Linked DNA regions of Mus musculus: region 2 is linked to region 1. The links are chromatin contacts, called in public HiChIP or PLAC-seq maps. All regions are on one chromosome and are shown on one strand. Each heading gives the region's core, a stretch centred on a gene start, on an enhancer-like site or on the middle of the called end of the contact. The rest is flanking DNA. Distances are from core to core; before and after follow the strand shown. Region 1 holds the start of Rcan1 (regulator of calcineurin 1). Region 2 holds the start of 1700029J03Rik (RIKEN cDNA 1700029J03 gene).

What was found. HiChIP or PLAC-seq counts read pairs in DNA pulled down with a chosen protein or histone mark.
Region 2: a contact with region 1 is called in an H3K4me3 HiChIP or PLAC-seq map of forebrain, with 8 times the contacts expected there. The contact joins the promoter of 1700029J03Rik here to the promoter of Rcan1 in region 1. A contact is called at or near these places in 8 of 39 promoter capture datasets (the HPC-7 cell line, cranial neural crest, embryonic stem cells and 4 more), 14 of 115 datasets of contacts at active chromatin or transcription factors (embryonic forebrain, embryonic hindbrain, embryonic limb bud and 8 more) and 1 of 9 other capture datasets (adipose tissue).

The regions. Positions count from the first base shown.
Region 1 is chr16:92,463,869-92,467,620 of GRCm38.p6, forward strand. It overlaps Rcan1 (regulator of calcineurin 1), which reads right to left and starts at 2,301. Exons shown (of 4, transcript NM_001081549.2): 1 at 1,965-2,301. The coding sequence starts at 2,210. It overlaps Gm46555 (a long non-coding RNA gene), which reads left to right. Exons shown (of 4, transcript XR_003951847.1): 4 at 1-1,966.
Region 2 is chr16:93,457,187-93,460,866 of GRCm38.p6, forward strand. 1700029J03Rik (RIKEN cDNA 1700029J03 gene) reads right to left here and starts at 1,686. Exons shown (of 3, transcript NR_040494.1): 1 at 1,507-1,686.

The DNA of each region.
Region 1 (3,752 bases), core at 1,051-3,550:
ACCTGGCTGTCACTAGGTCTGCCACCTGTCGCGACTACCTGATTCTCTTTACATTCCATGCTGCACGTCTCTCTTCTGCCGGCCCTCAGTACCTCAGGTTGCACATGTACAGGTTCGGACAATCTAGAATAATTTTTCTTTTTTCATAAAGAAAAACTGCACTTGCAAGAACAGGTACATACCATTCCTTCTTGCCATTTAAAAACAACAACAATAACAGTATAACAACTATTTATATACATTTACAACCTACCAGGTAGCGTAAGTGGCCTAGAGATGACTTAAAGCACACGGGAGGATATGCATATGCTATATTATGCATATGCTGTATTATGCATATACTACATTATGCATACGCTGTATTATGCATATACTATATTATGTATATACTGTATTATGCATATGCTGTATTATGCATATGTTGTATTATGCATATGCTATATCATGCATATGCTATTTGCAAGCACCTACTGTTTTACATAGGAAACTTCACCACATGTGGATTTTAGCATCAGAGAGATGTCAGTGGTGGGGCTGTGCTCAAGAGCACCCCTGTCATGTGCTTCTTCCCTGAGGTCTGTCTGTCTCCACACCTTCCAGAATCCAAGCTCTATGAAAGTGACAAGCCTGGCAAACTCTCCACTTCCTCCTGAGTCTGAAACCACGCCTGGAAACCAGCATCAGTCCTTAGCAATCACCACCTTATCATTCCAAGAGTGTTGTCATCTTTGCTCATTGGACGCACAGCAGCCAACGCCTTCCTTCTCAGACCTCTACTCCCTGAGCCCTCCTCCTTCTCCCTAGAGCACCGTCGTCGCCTTCTGCTACCGCTGATATTTACCTTTTCTGTTTCCCTCAATCAAACATGTCAGCAAAGCTTTCAGCCCTTGGCACTGAGTCCACATGTCAATGAAGTGGAGCTGAAGGTCGCTGCCAAGAGAGACACCACTGTGTCTTGGTTATTTATAATTTATACGGCCATTTACTTTCAGAGAGGATTTACAATGGCTATGCACACGCTTCAGGACATCCTGTGTAGAGAGAGCAACAATTGTCACAGCTCGGGGCTTTTCTCATCGCTCTCTGCCGGTTGAGCTCTCGCCAGCACTTCAAACCTCTTTTAGGGATCTCAGGCTCTCTTTTTCTGTCTGAAGCAAGATCAGTTCAGAGTGAGACTGCATTTGTCTGGGTGCCTAGTATCCTGGAACAGCATTGTCTAAGGCTCTGCCCACTTGGCCAGTCACTCATTTCCACATTTATTAAGATTCTGTTGTGAGGCTGTTCTGGGATCGGAAGATACAGCAGAGAATCAAATTGCATTTTTGCCTTTAGGGCAAGTGCTCGATGAATTATCACCTGAAGTGGCCAAGGGAACTGTTCATGGTCCGTTGGGGTTTAGCCCCTGCCCTGCATTTACTGTCAAAGGAAGGGTGCAGCTCATTCATTGGGAGGACGGAGAAAACAGACGTGACTCACCGTTCATAAATAGACTACGCTCTGCGTTCTCAATCTGCACTATTGGAAGAAAAGCCAGTGTTTGGGTGAGGATCCTGGCTGCTCATTATCTTGCGGTTGATTGGCCAGTTTTGGTTGAATGCGGTTGGGGGGAAAGTCTTTCCTAAGCCTTTAGGATATTTAGTTCACCCTTAAAGGAGCGACATGCCACCATCAGGGTCACTGAGTACATTAGGAATTGTTCCTTCCTCGCCCAAATCCACACAAATTTGACACCCTGGGAAGGAGATGGGGCAGGTCTGAGTAACCAATCATGGTACTTGGGAGGAGGAATTGATTTCTGATCTTCAATGATCCCGTAGAACACGACCTGGACTATGTAGGCTGTGCAAAAGAAAGCTCGTCTCCAGTGTCTGAGACCCCTGGAGCAGGGCTTCGGCCCGTCCCCGCCCCGGCCGCGCCCCGCAACAAGTGTCCGCCCTCCGCCCCGACGGAGGCCCGGTCCTCACCCGGCACAGGCCGTCCACGAACACGCGCGGGTCCAGGTGGCAGGCGATGGTGGCGCTCGGCAGGTCCTGCAGATCCACCTCCTCCATCTCGCAGTCGATGAAGCTCCAGTCGCCGCCGCCGCCCCCGTCCCCCTCGGCAGCCGCAGAGAAGGGCGCGAAGGGCCGCAGAGTCACCCTACGGGGCGCCCGTGCCTCGACCGCCTCCGCCACCTCTCCGAGCCGCGGCCCGGCCACGCCGTCCTCCATGCCCGGCGCGCGCTCCCTTAGCTCCGCTCCACTCGGCGCCGCGGCCGCCGGCTCCCGCTTCACCCTCTGGGGGTCACCGCGGCGCCGGGACGCCGCCTTCCAGTGCCCGCCCTGTCCGCCTCCGCCCCGCGCGGGAGGGGCGGCCAGCCTGCGCTCGCCGGCCTCGAATCGTAGCTCTCGCGGAGCCCAAGAACGTTCCCTTTAAGGTCGGCCCACTCGGGCCATCAAGTCCCGCCCTTCCTATAGAGCAGACCAATAATACGACGGGATTTTTGTCACGTGACACCCACTCTGCCGCCCTAAGCCTGAAGCCTTGGGGCGGCCATATTTGTTAGGGGCAGAGGCCTCTGGCCAGTTCTGCTTTTCTGACAGCTGGCGGTGCCTGTTGAAGGACACAAGCCGGGTGTTAGCCTGTGGAACGGTAACCCGGAGGCAGAGCTTCTGCGGTTCCCACGCGGCGACGTTTGGAAACACGCAGCCAATTTTAAGGACTTAAACTAAATCTAGTTAGAGGCTCTGTTCCGTAGACGTTAGCAGTGCTTAGATACTTAGTGCATATTGTCGCGGAATCACAAATAAGACTTGAGTAACATCGTGATATGGCCTTATGTTTATAGTTCAACGTGTTAGTCATTATGTTACTGTCCAATTTTTGGATAATTAGAAGCATTTTTTAGCACAAAATGAGTGGGTTTCAATAATTATTTTCATACATATATCGTGTATTTTGTGTATACACAGATAACACTGTATTTTGTCTCCCATCGCCCTCCCTCGTGCCTTTTCTCCAATTCTGCTGGCTGCCTCTCTTTCCTCTAAAAACTTCCCTTTCTGCTTTAGTATCTCAAGAAAAAGAAAAAAAGCTATGTGTATCAATTACTTTCCTGTTACTGTGATAAAATACCACGACCAAACAATTTATAAAAGAGTTTCTTAGTGTTCCATATAGCGTCCCAGAGGGATAAGTGTCCATTGTGGTGGCTAAGTAATAGGTATGGCAGCCGGAGGCAAGATGCTGAGAGATCAAATCTCAGCCACAACCATGAAGCAGGGACATGGAACTAGAAACAAACTAGATAGGTGAACTGTTTCTACTACCAAAGCCTGCCCCCGGTGGCTCACTTCCTCCAGGAAAGCCAAACTCCCTAGACCTCCCCACACAGTACTACCAACTGGGGACCAGTGTTCAAATGGCAGACTTCCCAGGAGACATTTCTCATTCAAATCCTTGTAGCAGGAGGGCAATGGGTCTCAACCTGTGGCTCTTGACCCCCTTGGAGGTCCAAGAACCGTCACGGGTTTTGCGTATAGATCTCCCACATATCAGACATTTAGACAACAATTGAACAGTAGCAAAACTGTAGTTATGATGCAGAACAACAAAATAATTTTCTGGTTGGGGGGGTCACCACAATATGAGGGGCTGTATTAAAGGGTCGCAGCATTAGGAAGATTGAGAACCATCGAAGTAGGAGATGAGGGAAGACATTGGGCCTTGGTTTGGTGGGGGGCGGTTCATTACAGGGAAACAAGACCTCAGGT
Region 2 (3,680 bases), core at 436-2,935, 990 kb after region 1:
CCAAAATGTTGCAATCCTAAACCTTTGGCCGTGACAAAAACATGTTTGCAAGTGGAAACTTTTCGGTGTGGGGCTTCTCCTGCTGTTTTGTTTGGGTGTGTGTTTGCTTGCTTGCTTGGTGCCAAAGGATTTCCTCCAAGGCTTCCCAGAAGCAGGGAGCTGGGGTCAGCACTCCTTGGTGTGTTGGCCTCCGGCCACTTGTGCCCCTCCTCAGACAAACTGAACAGTTTGAGAAGGGGGAAAAAAAGTCAGCTTGGGGAGCTATTGTCTCCCTGCCTCCAAAGTAGTTGGGAATTTTTGTTTGTTTTACTGCTGTTGTTTTGCTTTTGTTTTTTAAGATTTCCTTGTTTTATGTATGTGAGAACATTGTTGCTGTCTTCAGACACACCACAAGAGGGCATCAGATCCCATTACAGATGGATGTGAGCCACCATGTGGTTGCTGGGAATTGAACTCAGGACCTCTGGAAGAGCAGTCAGTGCTCTTAACCACTGAGCCATCTCTCCAGCCCCTTCAAGTGTGTGTGTGTGTGTGTGTGTGTGTGTGTGTGTGTGTGTGTGTGCCACATGCAAGGCTTTTTTGGGTTTTTGGGTTTTTGGTTTTTTTGCTGTTGTTGTTGTCGTTTGTTGTTGTTTGTTTTTTGTTTTGTTTTGTTTTTTGATTTTTTTGTTTTTTTACCCTTGGTTCTGGCAATCTAGATTCAGGTCCTCATTGTTGCATCCAGCACCCTCCCAACCCTGCCTTTAGGGGAGAATTGGATGTCCACAGTTGACTCTCCATTAGCCAGCCCTTCCCTTTCCACCTCTCGGCTATACCAGTGACAGTTTCATATATTTACAATGGCTCTTGGCCTATCAAAACCAGGCATTGAGGGAGGCCCAGCCCCTCAAATAGATCCTCATGGGAGGCAGGGACAATGGCTGTGCCCTCAGCCTCTGGTTCACTCTGAGTGTGCTGGAAGCCGCTCGCTCATTCTGCTCTTTGCCTCTCAATTGGTCGCTCTGAGAGAATAAGGAGTCCAAGCAGCACACCCAACACAGGACAAAGACAAACCGAAGCAGGAGACCGGGGGCTGGACCTGATGGAGTACTGAGGCCAACACAGGGCTCAGGGCGGCACTCAGCCTAGACGGGCAGCTGAGAGAGAAGAGAACGGCACCCAAGTAAGTCCTGAGAGTCCAGGGGAACCGAGTTCAAGGGCCACCGTGGTTACCTGGGTAGCAGCGGGCTGTGCACCAGCATCACACGGCACTCCACCGTCATCCATCTTCTCTAGAGCGACGCCCAAACTCCCTCAAACTCCCTCTGAGTTCAGTGAGGACCTCAGCGCCTCGTGAGCCAAACATGATGAGCCCATCTTGAGAGTCAGAAAGGGCGTTCCGTCCCCGTGCCCCCCCCCCCCACCTCTGTTCCTTGTGATCCGTACTACCTCTGAGTCAGGACTGTCCTGTGTCTTCGACCACACGGGGACGGGGACTGTGCTTTCTGCCTACAACACTCTACTTACATCGGCCTAACTTCTGCTCGTTTTCAGACCATTTCAGACAGCCTGTGGGTCACCAGGTCTCCTCCTCCAGGAAGCCCCATGCTTTCGCCAGCAGCAGTGATTCCCACTGGCCAAAATAACAATACATTAAAGAGACCTCAAAGGTAAGCAATGGTGTTGACATCAGAAACTGGTCGCCTCGGAATCCAGCGATGAGGTCACCCCTAGGCAACAGGGACGCTCATGCGTCTGTTGCCATGGCAACCGCCACACATCATTCCCCCCCCCCCCCCCCAATGTGCGCCTCACCTGCGCACTTCACCTGCGCACCTGATATTCATGGTTACATCCCGGCCTGAATAAAAGGCAGGGCCCCAGACCCCTCTCCCCTTCTTTGTTCCCCTCATTCCTCCTCCTCACCCCCTCTTTCCCCAGTAAATCTCTTCTCATAGAGCTGTGCTGCTGTGGTGTGATCTGTCCAGATACAAGCCACCTTCTAACACAACAGTTGGGCAGTGGTACCACGCGGCCAGCAGGCCAGCAAGAACCCTGTCCCTTGGGAGAGCTTCAGCTGCTGGGTGGTAGCGAGATGTCTGTCACTGTTGTGGGTGGTAGCGAAATGTCTGTCACTGTGGCAGACGCTACATTTCTAGAAACGTGAGTTTTCCTCTCTGCCTCTCCAGCCTGAAGGGAGGAGCATCCAGATCTCTGCCTCCGCCAGAAATCCTCTTACAGGATGTGAGTGTTGGGGGAGGGGAGGCATTCGGTAATTTCCCTCTCTACCTTGCTGCCCTGAGACAGCATCTCTCTGAATCAGAATCTGCTGCTTTGAGCAGGCTGGTTTGTTCCACACTCTCTGCATTGGCCCGTCTCTGCCCCCAGTGCTGGGCCTGAAAACACTGGAGTTTTTGTACAAATATCAGGGATCAGGAGTCAAGTTCTCATGCTGGCCTCTCACCCAGTGAGCCGCTCCTCGGGCCCTCCCCTTACACTCTATGAGCTGGAATTAGTTTGCATATCCGTCATTCTGCCAAGGGGGTACATATGGCACAAGTGACATTATCACTCGACCACCCCTGGGGACTCCACATGGGCTCAGCTTCCTCTGAGGTGCTTGGCTGAAGAGCTGAAGAGCAGGAGTGGCTCTCTGATTAAAGATGTTATCTAGAAAAAAAGTTAGAAGCGGCAGGCAGTTGGTGGGATTCATCTTGTTCTATGGTCCTTGAAGAGACTTAGCATCCTTGTTGAAGACGTTGCCTGACCTGGAGATAAAAACCTGGCCTTCTACCCACCACTGCACACAAGCTCTCTGCTCTCCACCGTCTCTGCATACTGAAGCTCCATCACCCTGAGGAGACTTTCTGAACCCTCCAGCCACACACACACTGTCCCCAGTACTGTGACCTATACTCCGATGTTATCACATAGCAGTCTTTCTTAACATTTTCGGACTGTAAAAGCCCCAGAATGACAAGTCAGATGTGCCTTGCTTACCCTGAGGTCTGGCCAGCATCTGTCTCTGTGCTCGGTACATATGAGATGCTCTACAAACAGCCGTGAGTGAACAGAAGCCCTAAGTCAGCATCCAGGATGGAACATCTGCCCCTGAGGGCCACTGTGCCTCTGCTGTGTGTGCCTGGGCAAGTTGCTGAGCCTCTTGCAAACAAAATTAAAACTCCTGGAGGTCTCCAAGACCCTTATCAGGGCTTCTGATGAACAAATTGCTACAATGTAATAAAAATCTACCCTTCCGCTGTGTGAAGTTCAGAAGCCAAGAAAGAGTCTGCTCTTCTGGAATCCCAGAAGAAGGATTCACCCCTTGCCTCTACCGTAGACCCTGCTGGCCACTGGCAACCTGTGGAACTCGTGCATTGGCAGCAGCATTCCATTCTCTGCCTGCATCTTTACATCAATGTCTCCATTGTGCATCCACCTCAAATCCCCTGTCTTTTCCCTTATGAGGACACCAGCCAGCGGAGTTAAGTCTCCTGCTAAACCCACCATGACCTCACCCTGAGATCCCTCTCCGGAGGCTGGCCGCCTGTGAGACCCTATTTCCAGATTAAAGTCACAGTCTCAGTGTGTCAGTCAACTTCCCATGGCTCTGATAAAATACCCAGATAAAAGGCTCCAGACGGAAGATGTCTTTGGACACAAGGTTTCAGAGAATTCAGTCTATACTCACTCGGCTATGA